Linked DNA regions of Zea mays: regions 1 and 3 are each linked to region 2. Evidence: chromatin contacts called from public Hi-C data. All regions are on one chromosome and are shown on one strand. The core of a region is the stretch at or near the end of the contact, and the rest is flanking DNA. Distances in the headings are between cores, read along the strand shown. Region 1 holds the start of LOC103646378 (E3 ubiquitin-protein ligase ATL6). Region 2 holds the start of LOC100384264 (Myosin heavy chain-related protein). Region 3 holds the start of LOC100272664.

Evidence for each region. A called contact is a pair of places that touch in the nucleus more often than the background predicts.
Region 1: a contact with region 2 is called in a Hi-C map of endosperm, with 2.5 times the contacts expected there. The contact joins the promoter of LOC103646378 here to the promoter of LOC100384264 in region 2. A contact is called at or near these places in 5 of 25 Hi-C or Micro-C datasets (bundle sheath, ear, endosperm and 2 more).
Region 3: a contact with region 2 is called in a Hi-C map of tassel, with 4 times the contacts expected there. The contact joins the promoter of LOC100272664 here to the promoter of LOC100384264 in region 2. A contact is called at or near these places in 8 of 25 Hi-C or Micro-C datasets (bundle sheath, endosperm, leaf and 3 more) and 2 of 3 datasets of contacts at active chromatin or transcription factors (leaf and seedling).

Annotation. Positions count from the first base shown.
Region 1 is chr2:46,062,222-46,066,599 of Zm-B73-REFERENCE-NAM-5.0, forward strand. It overlaps LOC103646378 (E3 ubiquitin-protein ligase ATL6), which reads right to left and starts at 2,994. Exons shown (of 2, transcript XM_020548284.3): 1 at 2,710-2,994; 2 at 1,112-2,629. The coding sequence starts at 2,542. The coding sequence ends at 1,376. LOC100276555 reads right to left here. Exons shown (of 2, transcript NM_001374063.1): 2 at 3,304-4,378. The coding sequence ends at 3,446.
Region 2 is chr2:45,836,244-45,841,281 of Zm-B73-REFERENCE-NAM-5.0, forward strand. LOC100384264 (Myosin heavy chain-related protein) reads left to right here and starts at 2,312. Exons shown (of 2, transcript NM_001176829.1): 1 at 2,312-2,544; 2 at 2,711-4,249. The coding sequence starts at 2,323. The coding sequence ends at 4,150.
Region 3 is chr2:45,989,914-45,994,741 of Zm-B73-REFERENCE-NAM-5.0, forward strand. LOC100272664 reads right to left here and starts at 1,752. Exons shown (of 5, transcript NM_001359666.1): 1 at 1,489-1,752; 2 at 1,256-1,342; 3 at 1,099-1,166; 4 at 785-978; 5 at 224-526. The coding sequence starts at 1,688. The coding sequence ends at 431. LOC110117500 reads right to left here. Exons shown (of 5, transcript NM_001147836.1): 5 at 3,166-3,389. The coding sequence ends at 3,312.

The DNA.
Region 1 (4,378 bases), core at 1,744-4,243, 230 kb after region 2:
ATGTTTTTCAGTCTTTGCAGAGTGTTTCAGGCACTCGGCAAAACCGTCGATTCCAGTAGTGAGTAGTGCAGTAGCAAACGGATGCCTACATGCCTGTTGGTTTTTTTTAACACGTTAGCAAACTCATATAAATAGATAAACTAGTCTAAACACATATTATGATAAAAAACTAATCGGTTTTAGGGTAACCATCTGGAGGTGGGTGAGAGCCAATAGCCATGGTCTGTGGCACGAAGAATTCACAAGATCCATAGCTTCGTTGCCAATGGCTTAGCTGCAGTTGTCCCTGGAGTCGTAGAGTACTTGCTCGGACATGGACTAGAGATAGCAAGAACCCGGCCAAACCACAGGTACCGCAATGCATCGCCTAAAGTTGCCAAACCATAGGTACCATCGTCTAAAGTTGCCACGTCATCGGCGCCGTTTCTGTCCGGCGCCACTTGAGCTCTTTCCGCGATGCGCCCACGGATGATGATGGTTCGTTTTCTCGATCGCTTCGCAGAAGAAAATCCTTTGGATATCTGGAGCACTCTGTTTATAACAAATAAAAAAAATCTCTCCACGGCAGTGCAGCGTGCAGGTGAAGGCACGCCTGGGCGCTAGCTAGCTGCCGCAAGAGGGTACACCGTCGTCCTTGTCCGGCGACGTGATTGTGAACCGTAGCCAAGAGACTTCATCAAAATTCAAAAACCCGTCGCCAGGAGCCACTGCCCACTAGGCGACCCAAACAAAGGCCTTTGAAATGGGGGCGACGGCCTCCTTATCCAATATGGTTTCTTTACAGTTTCTTTACGCCGGTCACTACCCAGTGCGCGAACCTTCCCCATTGTTTTTTCTCGCACATCGATCTCTCCAAGTCAGATTGACACCCACACAGCCACGGCCAAAAGAGTCCAGTACTGAGAGAAGACCTCGTAAAGAATGGTGATGAACAGTCCTTTCATGAAGAGAAATGATGATTAGCGATCGCAGATGATCTTACAAAGCTGATGCTGGCAGTGGCAGGACAATGCTTCTCCCACTGACGTCGAATCGTGACAGCAAAAGGAGAGGCTACCGTCTCGAAATCAAAAGAAGGATACTGATGAGGGTTTAACTAAAGAACGGCAGGGAGACCAAAGTGAGTTCTTCTCTTATCGTCAGTAATCATCAATCCCACAAAATCAAAATCTACGGACCAGACGAATCAATCTTTGCAGAAAGGTACTAGAATAAAAGCTAGATAGATAAATAAAGTGTCGCGAAAATCTGGCAGCTATATATCACGAAATGCTCCTAACAATAAACAAATACAGCAAAAGAAAAAAGAAAAGAAAAGGCACAGCTCGTCAAACTTTACGGGGCCGCAGCATGCCAGTTCCAGCCGCGGCCTCGATCACGGCCGGCCCGTCGGCGGCGGCGACGCCACGCCCTTCCAGCTTGACTCACCGCCGTCCCTCCCCCTCCTCGTGGACCCGTCCCAGCCTCTCCGCACCGAGCCGTCGCCGCCGCCTCGCGCCCAGGAGACCGTCCTGGCCAGGAACGATTGCCACCGGCGCCCGCCGTGGCTGCTCCCCCCGCCGTTGCCAAAGCTTCCTGCTCCTGCTACGCCCCTTCCGCCTCGGGAGCTCCCCTCGGAACTCATGTCCGAGAGGTTGAGCAGGCTGGTGGCGTGGCGCAGGCGGCGAGACCGGAGCACCTGCTCCCGCACGTGCTCCGGCAGCCGCAGCGTGAACCTCTCGTGGTCGCCTTCCTCCGCGGCGGCGGCGGCCGCCGCCGCCGCGAACAGCGAGTGCCCCGTCGAGTGCGACCGCGGCATCCTGGCGGCGCGCCGCGCGCTGCGCAGCGTCTCCAGCTCGACGGCCTCCTCCTTCCTGTCGTCCTCGCAGCTGCTGCTGCCCCCCTCCGATCCGTCGTCCGACACCGGTATCGCCACGGCCTCCGGCGGCGGCGAAGGCTGGCGCGGCGCTAGCCGCGGCGAAGGCGACGGGGGCGCCACCGCCGGCGCCGGCGCCGGCTTCTCGAGGTTCGCGCGGCAGAGCGGGCACGTGACCCGCGACTGCAGCCAGGGGTCGATGCACTCCGGGTGGAACGCGTGGGAGCAGTGCGGCAGCAGGCGGAGGTCGTCGTCGTCCTCGAACGCCGTCAGGCACACCGCGCACTCCAGCACGCCCTTGCCGATCTTGTGCTCCACGACCTCCCTGTACGACACAATCGGGAACGTGGCGACGACCGCGGGGTCCAGCCCGCGCTTCCCCCTCCTGGACGGGCCCCCGCCCCCGCCGCCGGCTGCCGCTGCCGCTGCCGCTGCCGCCGCCGCCGCCCCGGGGTCCGCTAGGCGGCACTGGTTGATGTACGCGCAGACGAAGAGCAAGAAGAAGAAGACGCTGATGGCCACCGTGATGAAGGTCGACATGGTGCGGCCGAACTGCGTCTGTTGCGGCGGCGCAGAAGGCGTCTGCCGAGGCGGCGGCGCCGGCGCCGACTGCGCCTGCGCGTCCACGACGACGGCCATGCCGGCGCCGAGGAGGCAGAACACGAGGAGCAGCTGCCGCGTCTCCATCGCTCCTCGCGAAGCACGCACGCAGAGGCACAGATTTGGGGAAACGGCACCACTTCTGCCGCCGGTCTGTCTGCTGTGGAGCGAATCCTGCTTTGACGGCACGAGAAAGTGAGAAACCGATTGGTGTTGCTAGCTAGACGCGCGCTGGTGGTGCTGCGGATGCCTACATCCCACGTCGTGACTCGTGAGTTGGGCGAAATACTTGCTTGCCCCTCTCTCTTTCTTGCCGATCCCAGACCCGCCTAGTTCAGTTCCTGCATCTGGGTGGATCTTTGACGCAGGGTTGGCACGTTTTACATCTGCGCGAGCGCGACTGTGCCGAAGGAGCGGCGGATGGCAGGCAGGCGTGTGCCGAGTGTTTGACACCGGGCCGGGACCGGGAGTATTCTGAGGTTTCGGGGGCTATCAAAGCAGCCGTGGATGGAATGGAAGGTGGTGGTAGGCAACGCATGAAAGGACTCGAAATACTTGAAAAAACTCCTGTGGCTTGCGACCGGTATCTTTATTCCACGCACAATCATGAAACAACAACTCGCAACGTCACCATCTTCGTGGCGAGAATGTGGAGCATAGGACAAACAGTATGCAACAGCATCGTTTCCGCCAGCTCGTAGCCGCTGTACCTGTCGTCTTTACAATAGCTGCAGCCTGCAGGGTAGTTAGGGCCAGGAAGAAGACGAAGGTCACAAGAACGCGCGCACCGATGGCCGTACACAGTTTCTCAGTGTGCTTCGTCATGCCACGAGCCTGGCACTATGTACGTACGTAACCCACTAACCAGACATGATCACATCAATCATGTCAGAGAATAACGTAACGTGCAGAGTGCTTGGGCTGTCCATTGTTTATTCCTTCACACAAGACAACAACAACAAAAAGAACAGACTCGAAACCAACCCGTAATCACTCGACCACTGCCGCCCTGCTGCTGCTGCTGCTAGTCAGTATACAACGCTTCTGCAGCATCAGCTCCCGAAACCTACCCGCGGCGTCGGCGAGACCGGCGCGCAGGAGGGCGTCCAGCAGCCGGTTGCAGGCGGAGACGTCGAACTCGGGGGCCTTAGAGCGCTGCCACTGGTCGACGACCTCCCCGGCATCCTCCAGCCGCCCGCACGCCAGGTAGGACGAGACCACGCAGACGTAGTTCCGGCTCGTCATGCGCTGCTGCTGCTGCGACTGCGACTGCGAGGTCGCCACCATGGACCTCCAGATGTCCCTTATCCTCTCTGGCCTGCCGAGGCCGGCGTGCAAGATGACGAGGAAGTCGTAGGTGATCCATTCCCTCTGGCTGATCCTCGCCTCCCCGGCCTCCACCGGCGGCGAATTCACAGAGCCCAGAAGCTGGCCCGCGTCGACGTACACGGACGCGAGGTCCCGGTACAGCGCCCACCCTCCTTCTGTGGACGACTTCGGGTCTCTGGACATCTCGTCGAGGACTGCTCTGAAGCCCTCGAGATCCATGGACGCCGCGGCCGCGCTGGCACGGAGGTTGTACGTGAACAGGTCCGGAGAGACGTTCTGCCGTTTCAGCTCCTCTGCGACGGCCTCCACTTTACCGAGCTCCCCCACGGAGATGTACAGGGTCATCATCTCGTTGTAGACCAGGGCGTCCATAGGCAGGCTCGCGTCTTTCATCCTCTCGAACAGCCTTTCGGCTCTGTCCGTCATCTTCGACCGGCCATAGGAGTGCAGAAGTGCTGTGTAGGCTTCTAGCGATTTGGCTCCCGGTGGGAGCTTCTCAAAGAAATCTTCCGCGGCACTGGCACCGAAGACCTTGGTAATCAAGTCGATGCGCATTCCGTAGTCGTTCTCTGATAGATCAGACTCGTGATGTGT
Region 2 (5,038 bases), core at 1,062-3,561:
TTAATTTATAATTCGTTTGACTTTTGTGGGGAAGATTGATCGGATTGTCTTATTCAATTTTTAAGAAAAAATAAATATTTCAAACACATATTTAAAGTATATTATATGTTAAACGATACCAGAAGAACATAACAATAATAATGAAAAACTTAATAAGACGAGTCAATAAAACTTGATATAAAAAAGTCAAACGGGTTATAATTTAAAACAGAGGGAGTAGGATCTTTAGCTTAGTGAAAAGACTTCTCATTACTTAATTAGGTTTTTCTTACGAGAGGTCAACTATTTTAATTTTAACTAAATATATATTATTTTTAACTTTAACTAAATATATAAAATATCAAAAATTATGGTACATAGTTAATATTACTATATAGATCTTTTAATCTATTTTTAGAATACATTTATTCAAAGATACAAATTACTAATATTTTATATTTCATGTTACAAAAAAATCGTAGCATGAAAACCGAGGAAGAAGATAGTGTTAACTGTCTAAGGTTGTCTCCAGTGGATATGGTAAAATTCTAAACGCCAGGCCGTCTCGAAGTATTTTGGGCCCAGTACAAACCATGAAAATAGACCATATAATCTATAGTGCATAGAGATAAAATTAACCTAAACTATGCCCTTTCATATTTGATCTATTATCATATCCTTGTCCTCTTGTTTTATCTATTCCAAAGCTAAGATTCTTCGGTTTATTTTGCAAAACATCAAATATTTTTTTTGCTATGTTACCAGAAAACTCAAAAAAATTAGGCTCCAAAAATTTGGGAGCCCCGTATCGTCGGTCCACTTTGCGTTGGGCAATTGACAGGACTAATAAAAACGCACTATATAATATTATTTATAGAATAAAGTTTGAATTAGAAGATAAAATAGAGCATAAGTATATAATACTATTTATAGGATGAAGTTTGAATTAAAAGATAAAATAGAGTATAAGATAAGAAATTTATCGGAGATATGCTAAATAGGACGGCCTTCAAGTCCGATAGGCTAAACAGGATGGCCTTCAAGTCCGAGCAGGCCATCCTCCTACAGCCAACCAAGTCGACCACAGTCCACAGGTGCCCATCCTCTAGAAACTCGGTTTAGCCGATTTTTTCGTTAGCTAGGCAACCGATTTAGGCCATATTCGGTTCTACCCAATCCATATTGATTGAGGGGGATTGATGGGGTTTCAATCCCTAGTAAGTCAAAAGCTCCTCCAATTCGTATCAATCCCCTCCAATTTATATGGATTGCAAATAACCGAAAAAACCCTTATATTGTAAATTGGTTTTGATCTATTTTAACGTGGGGACGTCTTAGATTTACATTTTAGTGGTATAAGGTCATCTTCTATATACATGATAGGGTTATAGTCAACTGAGATCTCAACTTCCCATCACCACTATCTAAAATACTATACTCCTCGTCAAGGGTAAGGAGTTCTTGTAACGCTGAAAAAATATTTATGAAACTACCAGCAGAAGCGTCGTCATCTGATTGACTGGTTCAAGAGAAAGGTCCGTGTATACTAACGACGCGCTGAAAAAGAAAAAACTTAGACCTGCCTACCCCATTCAACGATCAACCGCTCTCACGTGGTCATCACGTGGCCGCAGCTTCAACAGAATTTTCCCGCAGCCCGCGCCCCACCAAACGGCGGCACGCAGAAGGGAGGGAGGCCCTCCCGCGCCGGCGCGACAGACGGCCACCCCCAGCTCCAGCTCCAGCTCCAGCCCCCGCCCCCGTGCCCGATCAAAGAATACCGGGCAAAACCACCGCCGTTGACCCCATGTCACACGCCGTGTCCGCTATCCAGTGTCCACGCCTGCCGCCCGCCAGGCTCCAAACGCACCCGCCTTTTGCGGGCCCTCGCCCGCGACGACGCACACAATACATACATGTAAACCGGACTCCGTTTGTTTTTTAATATATATACGTATCTGAGGCGAAATATTTCGTCTTTCCTATAAAAATAAACCGATTGTAAAATCTAAAATCCTTGCATTCCAAAAAGCCCTGCCCACGGCGTGGCTTCACCTTCGCCCTGCGCGGCTGCGCCCCTGCCCTTCCACGACGACGACCACGACCACAGCAGTACAGCACCCCCGAGTCCCCGACCCCGTCCTCGGCGGTGGCCCGCCAGGCCTTCTTCTTTTACGTTCCCCTCTGACACGGGTTTCTTTTCCTGGCCTCGGAGTCCGCGCCGGCCGCCTCGTGCCCGACCCGAGGTGAGAATTCACTCGCCCGCCCACGCACCTTCCTTGGCTATAGATCCTTCTTCCCCGGCTGATCTCTCCGTTGCCACTCCCTGTGACAGTGGCCTCCATGTGCGTTCTTTTATTGTTTGACTATTTAGTCCGGCGATACGGTTTCCTCAACTGGGATCCGCCATCCACCTCGCAGATCGGATCTCCTTCGAGGCCGGGCTCAGGCCTCAGGGGTGCCGCCACCGCCTCGTCCGTCTCCAGGGACCGCGAGCTGTCCCCTCGCCTCCAGCGCAGCCGCTCATCCGCCGGCGGCGGCTCCAAGGCGTCCCTGTCCCCGGAGGTACTGCACACCACCGCCTTTTGTTGCCATCTCCCACGCTACGTTACGCACGAAGCCGAACGCCTTTGGAACGGAGTCAAGACCGATCAGGGGCGCCGGTATATATTAAGGACATTACAGTTTGTTTTTTTCTAACGGCGGCGGCTCTTGGTTTCCTGTTCGGCAGAGGCGGCGCGGCGTGGGCGCGATGCAGCAGCGGGTGGCGCAGCTGGAGGAGGAGCTCCGGAGGGAGCGGGAGGAGAAGGCCCGGACCGTGAGGGACCTCGAGGACCTGAGGCGGGACGGCGGCGCCAAGGGTGTCGCGGACAAGGTGCACCTTCTGGAGCGGGAGGTGAGCAAGTCCAAGCAGTCGGAGCGCAAGATGCTGGAGTCGCTGATATACCAGACCAAGCAGCTGGAGCAGACCAAGATATCGCTCGAGGAGGCCAAGCTGGAGATGGCCACGCTGCAGCAGCAGGCGAGCAAGAGCCTCGCGTCAGCCCGGCGCGGCGGCGTGCTGGAGCAGAGGAGCGTCAGGGACCTCATGTTCGGCGGCGCGGACGAGGAGATCATGGTCCTGCGCGCGGAGCTCCGGGCGGCGGTGCAGGGCGAGGAGAGGAGCCGCAAGGCGCTGGACGACCTCTCCGCCGCGCTCTCGGACGTGACCGCGGAGGCCAGGCAGGTCAAGGCCTGGCTCTCCGAGGCGCAGGCCGAGCTGGAGGCCGCCAACGCCGAGGCCGGGCGGCTGCGCGCGGCGCTGCGCGGCGCGTCCGACGAGCGCGACCGCTACAGGCTCGAGGCCGACGAGTGCGCGGCGGCCTGGGGCGACAAGGAGCGCGTGCTCCTCGACTGCGTGCGCGCGTCCGAGGGCGACGCGAGCCGGGCGCGGCAGGAGAACACCAGGCTGGTGGAGTCGCAGCGCGTCGTCCGCGACGAGAACGCGCGCCTGCGGGACATCCTCAAGCAGGCCGTGGCCGAGGCCAGCGCCGCCAGGGACTCGCTGGAGCTCGCCAGGGCCGAGAACGCGCGCCTCAGCGCCGCCGTCGCCGACAAGGACGGCGCGCTGCAGAGCCTCCGCCAGGAGTACGAGTGCGTCAGGGTCAGCGAGGCCGCGGCGCAGGGTAGCCTCAGGGAGCTCAACAGCCTCCTCGCCGCCACCACAACGACGGCGTGCAACACGCCCGCGTCGTCCGCCAAGACCGCCCCCGCGCCGGGCTACGGCCTCGATCAGCGCCTTCCGAATGGCAGCAGCAAGAAGGGAACGCCGCGGTCGGCGTCGCAGCGGTGGATGCCTGACAAGCCACGGACGCCGAGCAGCCGGCGGACGTACTCGATCGGCGAGCCGGGTAAGCTGACGACTGGCTTCTCGCGGTCCGCGCGGATGGGGAACCTGAACCCCAGGGATCGGGTGTTCGCGTCCCTGAGCAACATCGCCGACCTCAAGTCCGCGGCGGACGCGGCGACGGAGGACTTGGACGACGAGTTCGACCACATCGACGAGAGCCACTACGTTGACACGGAGGACTCCACGAAGCACAAGAAGAGCCTGATATTCCGCAGATTCGGTGATTTTTTCAGGAGGAAAAGCCTCTATAAGCCGAATTCAGCGCCAGTACACACACTCTAAAAATCTTTTCTTTTTTTCTCCGCCCCATGGATACACGCTTGTAGTTCCGTTGTGTTCTTGTTCATCTGAATACACGAGAAATGAAAAGGTTGTTGAATCAGATCTGCTCCTTTCTCGTGTTGAAACTTCGATCGTTTCCAGGACATAGGGCATGACGTGTATTGAAATCTGATTATCTGAAGCCTGAAGGTGACGATGTAGTAAAGATTGGAAGAAGGTGCAGCTTTGTATACGTTTCAGTGTGGCCTTTTTTTTTGACATTTAAAACATCTAGAACCAAAACGGAAGGTCAACTTTTGCTACGGCGGCCATTCTGTCAGGTGCTGATGTTAATTAGGGCGGCATATTCTCCGTCACGCACTGAAGGCGTTTGCTCGGAACCTTCATTGTAACCATAAGCCCTTCGCCTAGCACATCTGGCTATCAGTATCACCACTGAGAAGGGGGAGCAAAGAGGCCAGGCTTTTCCGGTGTTCCTCCATGCCTCGTTTGATCGGGCAAGCAGATGATCATCGTCTAGGACCAATGTTTTCCTTAGAATTCCATGGAAACAAGCTTCCTTCTTTAACCATTTCCACAGCTGCAAACGGCGCTGGTGCTCGCTTCTGCCTGAACAATGATCGAGCAAATCACGGCGCTCTTGGCTCCTGGCGTAAACAATCAAGCTTCGTGCCTTCCGTGCTGCAGCGCGAAGTAGATAGGGGTCTCCTTTCCGCGGCGTCGGCTTCTACTCACCTCAATGGCCTATCGAGAAGACGGAAACAGATGGCATCTCGCCGGTTTTCATTCGACTGCTGCCTCCTGTTGTCCTGCCTGTATGTAATAATGTAAACAGAGTTTTCTTTCATCCGACTGGGATTCGTGACGTGACGTGGATACTCTTGGTGT
Region 3 (4,828 bases), core at 502-3,001, 150 kb after region 2:
AGCGTTGACACTCGGCAAAGACGTCTTTACCGAGTGCCTTTTTTTGGCACTCGGCAAAGAATATTTTTATTTTTTTTATTTTGCCAACTAAATTTTTTATGCTATGTTTCTACACTATATAGACCTACATGTACCGTTTTGGGGACAATTATAACAGTGTTTTCTATAGCTGGTAGATTTAGTTCGTTTATTCCGGTAGTGCAACAACTTATTCATGACATCTCTCATCTTATCTCATCTCTTATTTCGAACTTCTCTCTTAGTACAATCTACAATATAAAAGAGTGTTTTACACCATCATATGCCTCATCTCCTGTTTGTACGTAGGAAGCCATGGCACGAGATAAACATGAGACGAAACGAGACGCGTCCTGTTGCTTCCCTTTCCGTCCGAGCAATGTTTGCGCTCCTTTCAATTCACCGACTGCTGTCATCCTTTTTGGTTCATTCTCCGCGATTTATCCTTGGCAACCTTGCCGATTATAGGATCGACAATCGAATCCACATCTTTCTTTATCTCGTCGACCTGCTCATGGTAAGCGAGCACAACAACAGTTATCCTCTTTATGTTTGTATGTGTAATAAAGATGAGACGTTTTCTACGGTTCAGGGCCATCCATTATTTAGATAGATCATAGATCTAATAAGGCTGGTTATAGAGCCATCCACTTCTTTACGGTCAGATCTCATGAAGATGCTGTCAGTCAGTCTCAGCATCCAAAATATTATATTAGCAACTACTACTGGCAATAATAGACTAGCTTGCGTACGTAACTAAACCAACCTTCTCGATCAGGGCCTCAGCCTTGTCGGCGTCTTCCTCGACCACGTGCATGACCTTCTTGATCCTGGAGGCTGCTTCCTTGATGCTCTCGTTGCCGGGGAACTCGTCGGCGACCTCGCCGGCGACCTTCTCCGTCGCCTCCGCCACCTTGTCGATCACCTCGATCGCCACCTCCGCCGTCTTCTCTATCTTGTCTGTCATGCGCGCACCGCGATCAAAAACATGACGGCACGCGCTATGTGCTGTACTGTAGTAGGAAATGGTCTCGCGAACCGATGAATACGCGATCCATCGATCGATCGATATCTGTTTACCTTCTAAAGCTCTGAACCTCCTGTACATGGGCACTGCAAATATGACGGCGCCAGCCACCCACTTGACCCTGATCGAGGAGCGAGAAGAAAAAATCCATCGATCAGATACATTCAGAAACAAGCAACGACGCAAGTGTCAGCTGTGTTCTTCGCTCACCACGGAGGAATCTTGGGCACCGGGAGGTTGTTCCCTCCTGACGGCGACGGATTCGCTGCAGGGACCGAACGACCGACTGCAGGAACCCTGAACCAGAACAACAAGTGAAACTTTGCACACAAAGCCGGCAAGCCGCTGTGCGGATGCAAGCTGAAGGCTGCTACTGAGGTCTGGAAAAGACTTGCTTGGATCTGTACACGAGGAGCTCTGTAGGAAAGGGAGGCGTTTTTTACCGTGTAGTGGTAATTCCTTTGATGGGCAAGGCATTGTTCGTGCCTGAAGAACTCATCGCCAAGCCATTAAGGCTTCGCTGGTGTTGAGACGACGACGCACAGGCCACTGCATTCCCGTGGCGACGCCGACGATGAGGAATCGCAGGGGTGTGCAGCGCCAAGCCCGTGGAGGTAACAGAAGCAGGACCGAGCGCGGCCATGTGGTTTGTTGATGAACAAGGGCTGAAGATTGGGGGGACGAGGACGACTAAGCTTGTGTTGCTGTCTTCTTCTATGTAGCCGATGCCGATGCCGTGCCGTGCCGTGAGACCTCTCTCTTTAAAAAACAGAAATAAGAAAAAAAATATGAAAAACTGTCAGATCTATCTCTGTGAGCCAACTAGCAGTATGCTGAAGGAGAACGTGGTCAGTCGTCAGATGTGTCCATTTGTACAGAAAAAGAGCACGAGGCAATAGAGATAAGCACGCGGGAACTAGAACCGGTGGCGCTAGTACAATAAAAGCTCTCGCTGCCAACAAAAAAAACACGGGCTCTTGTATTGTATTCTTGCATATGTTTTTAAAGCTTAATTGCGATTTCTCTCTCATTTTTTTTAACTTTGTTATTTTGCTAACGGTGATATTTCATCTAGGAAGTCTAGTTTTCCCATATGATTTTGCCCCTGTTTTTATAGTGTTCTATGAATTTAACATCTGTTTTGACATCAAATATATGAACAACAATTCATAAGAACTTCTACTGGAAAAATTATAAGTAGTTCAAATTTAAGTAAAGTTTAGCAAGCCGAACAGGGTTATTCATCAACCATGAGGACTACTTTGGAAACTTTAAATATCCTTTGGGATTTGAGAGAATTGAGTTGGAAATGAACTAATTTCCTCTCCAATCCCCTTCGATTTCGAAGGTGACTTGAGTTTTCTAATTAGCCCTGAGAGGCTTTCTCCTCGGGCTTTTTTTTTGTGTTGCCATTATTATGGATGGATAACCCGAGATGATATTTAGACGCGCCATGTTGCTTCCGTATTTTCCTCTATTTTTCTTTATGAGCATCTACTATAGTTTAGCACCCTGAAATAAAACTTAGGAAGTCGCTAAAATAATTTGAAGTAAAAATATTTATGCTTTAATAATTCTATATTTATTGGTTGCTAATTTTTTAAGTTGTCTGTCAACAAAAAATATAGATGTTAGCTTTCGTTCTGTTTTTAATTAAACTAGGATAGAAATCAGTATCAACAACATTCTCCGATATCTTTGAAGGTTGGAGTTGTCCGAAAACAAAGACGGTTGCGACGACAGCACATGAGATGCTCAGACGCTGCCTCGATATAAGAGGTTGTTTAATGGTGACGGCAGACTATCTTTAGCAGCTTATCTATACCTATATTCAAATTTCACTTTGCGAACAGTGAAGTATATAATGCAGAACAATGCAAAACAATGCTTATGGATAAACTTTGGATGATCTGCTGGAGTTAGTCTGACGCTGGAGGTAGAATTATGGTTAATAGGATGGTAGGATGACGTGAAACAGAGGTTGAAGTTTGCTTTTTACGATGGACTTAGCATTTAGGGAGTCTCAACTTTGTTGATATATGTAGGGAAGGAATTGAGTTTTATAAGAAGTAAGTAAATTTAAGAACATGTATTATATAACTGTTAGAGAATAGCTTTTTCTCGAAAACTTCTTAGATTTATATTTAGTGATTTGTTTACATGCGGTAGGTATTTTCTTCCGGTTACCACCGCGGCACCGCTTAACCAATCTTTATACCTTCAATAATCTACATCATGTCATTGCCTCCTCCTTGGTTCCTTCTCTCTAGGTTTCTTTATCCTTGACAACCTTGTCGATTAAGGGATCGACGATTGAATCAACTTGTTCCTTTATCTCGTCAACCTGATCAATGCAAGCGATCACAATAGTTATCATCTCTATGAATACAAATGAAATAACCACGTATAGATATAGTCTAAGGTCCACATATTTTCGTCAGTAGGTATTGTTCGATTATTTCTATCCTAGGTGAATTCGATGGGATTAAAAAAATTATGAAATTTTTTAACTTGTTCGAGTTTGAAACTCATTCAATCCTACCCAATCCATATGGATTGAGAGTAAAACAAATAAGCCCTAAATAAATTACACGATGGGCTACGGAATCGTGGCTACCCAGAAATTGTTGGTAACCAACTGAACATATCAAAAAATAGGTCAAAACAGCTTCTAGCTAGCTCTCCTAGCTACTCAATGCTCCTACCAGCTATTCACCATGCTTATAAAGCTATTCCGTTTATATATTATAAAAACTTCACGCGTCGTAGCTTCGCTAAGGATTTGTGTGGCTATAATTATAATCACATTAATTTGTATTTATTAGAGTGGATTAAAGTAAAAAAAAATTAACTAATATTCGTGTCAACCACTCTAAAACATGGATTGAGGTGAATATGAATACAACCAACCAAACAACTCCAACTTAATTTTTTTAACCTATTTCAGTAGCTAGCTGTCCTTAATTGGCACCATGCAACCTAGGCTCTTTAATTGGCGCTTCACATGCGGCAGGAAGTCACTATCACAACGCTATAGGTATTAGACTAGTGCAGGTCAGCACGTACTGACGTACCCAGTACCTACCTCCAAGTCTCCAACTAACAAACAAACAAACAAAAAAGCAAGGAACACGAGTTGGCAATGCAACTCGCAAGACAGACAATGAACCAGGTAAGCAGCGGCGGCGGCGGCGGTCACTCTCATCCGGCTTCTAATTATTAAACCGAGTGTGTAACACAAGCAAATTGTTTCATCACAACTTATAGACGAAACAACAACTTCGTATATAACAATAATACTAGTACATAATGGAAACTTGACGGATTGGTTTGGTGAGCCAGCAAAAAAAATAAAAATAAAATGAAAACGATGCCAAACAAAGTCGAGCGACCCCCGGCCCCACTCCTTCCTACTCTGTGATCTGTCTTTGTACCAAGTTGTCCAGTATAAATACAGTTTTATAGTACCACCATCCATTGCACTTCCTGGTATAGTAAGAGTAAAAGCCCAACCGAAAACGTACGTGCTAGCCACTCTCTCACAACACTAGTCCCAGTCCCAGGCAGGCAACCGAACCAGATCGGTTAGACCAGCACGTATCTCCAGCTCCACAGCATCATCAATCGAGCGAAGCAAAAGTAGCTGGCGCGCAGTGACTTGCAAGCCACGAGCTTTTAACGCAGTATACAGTAGCAAACTAGCAACAAGCGACCCTGGACGAATTGAAGCCCGCCGTAACCACCAAAATCCTAGCGTGCCGGGTGGTAATCGATCGCGATCCA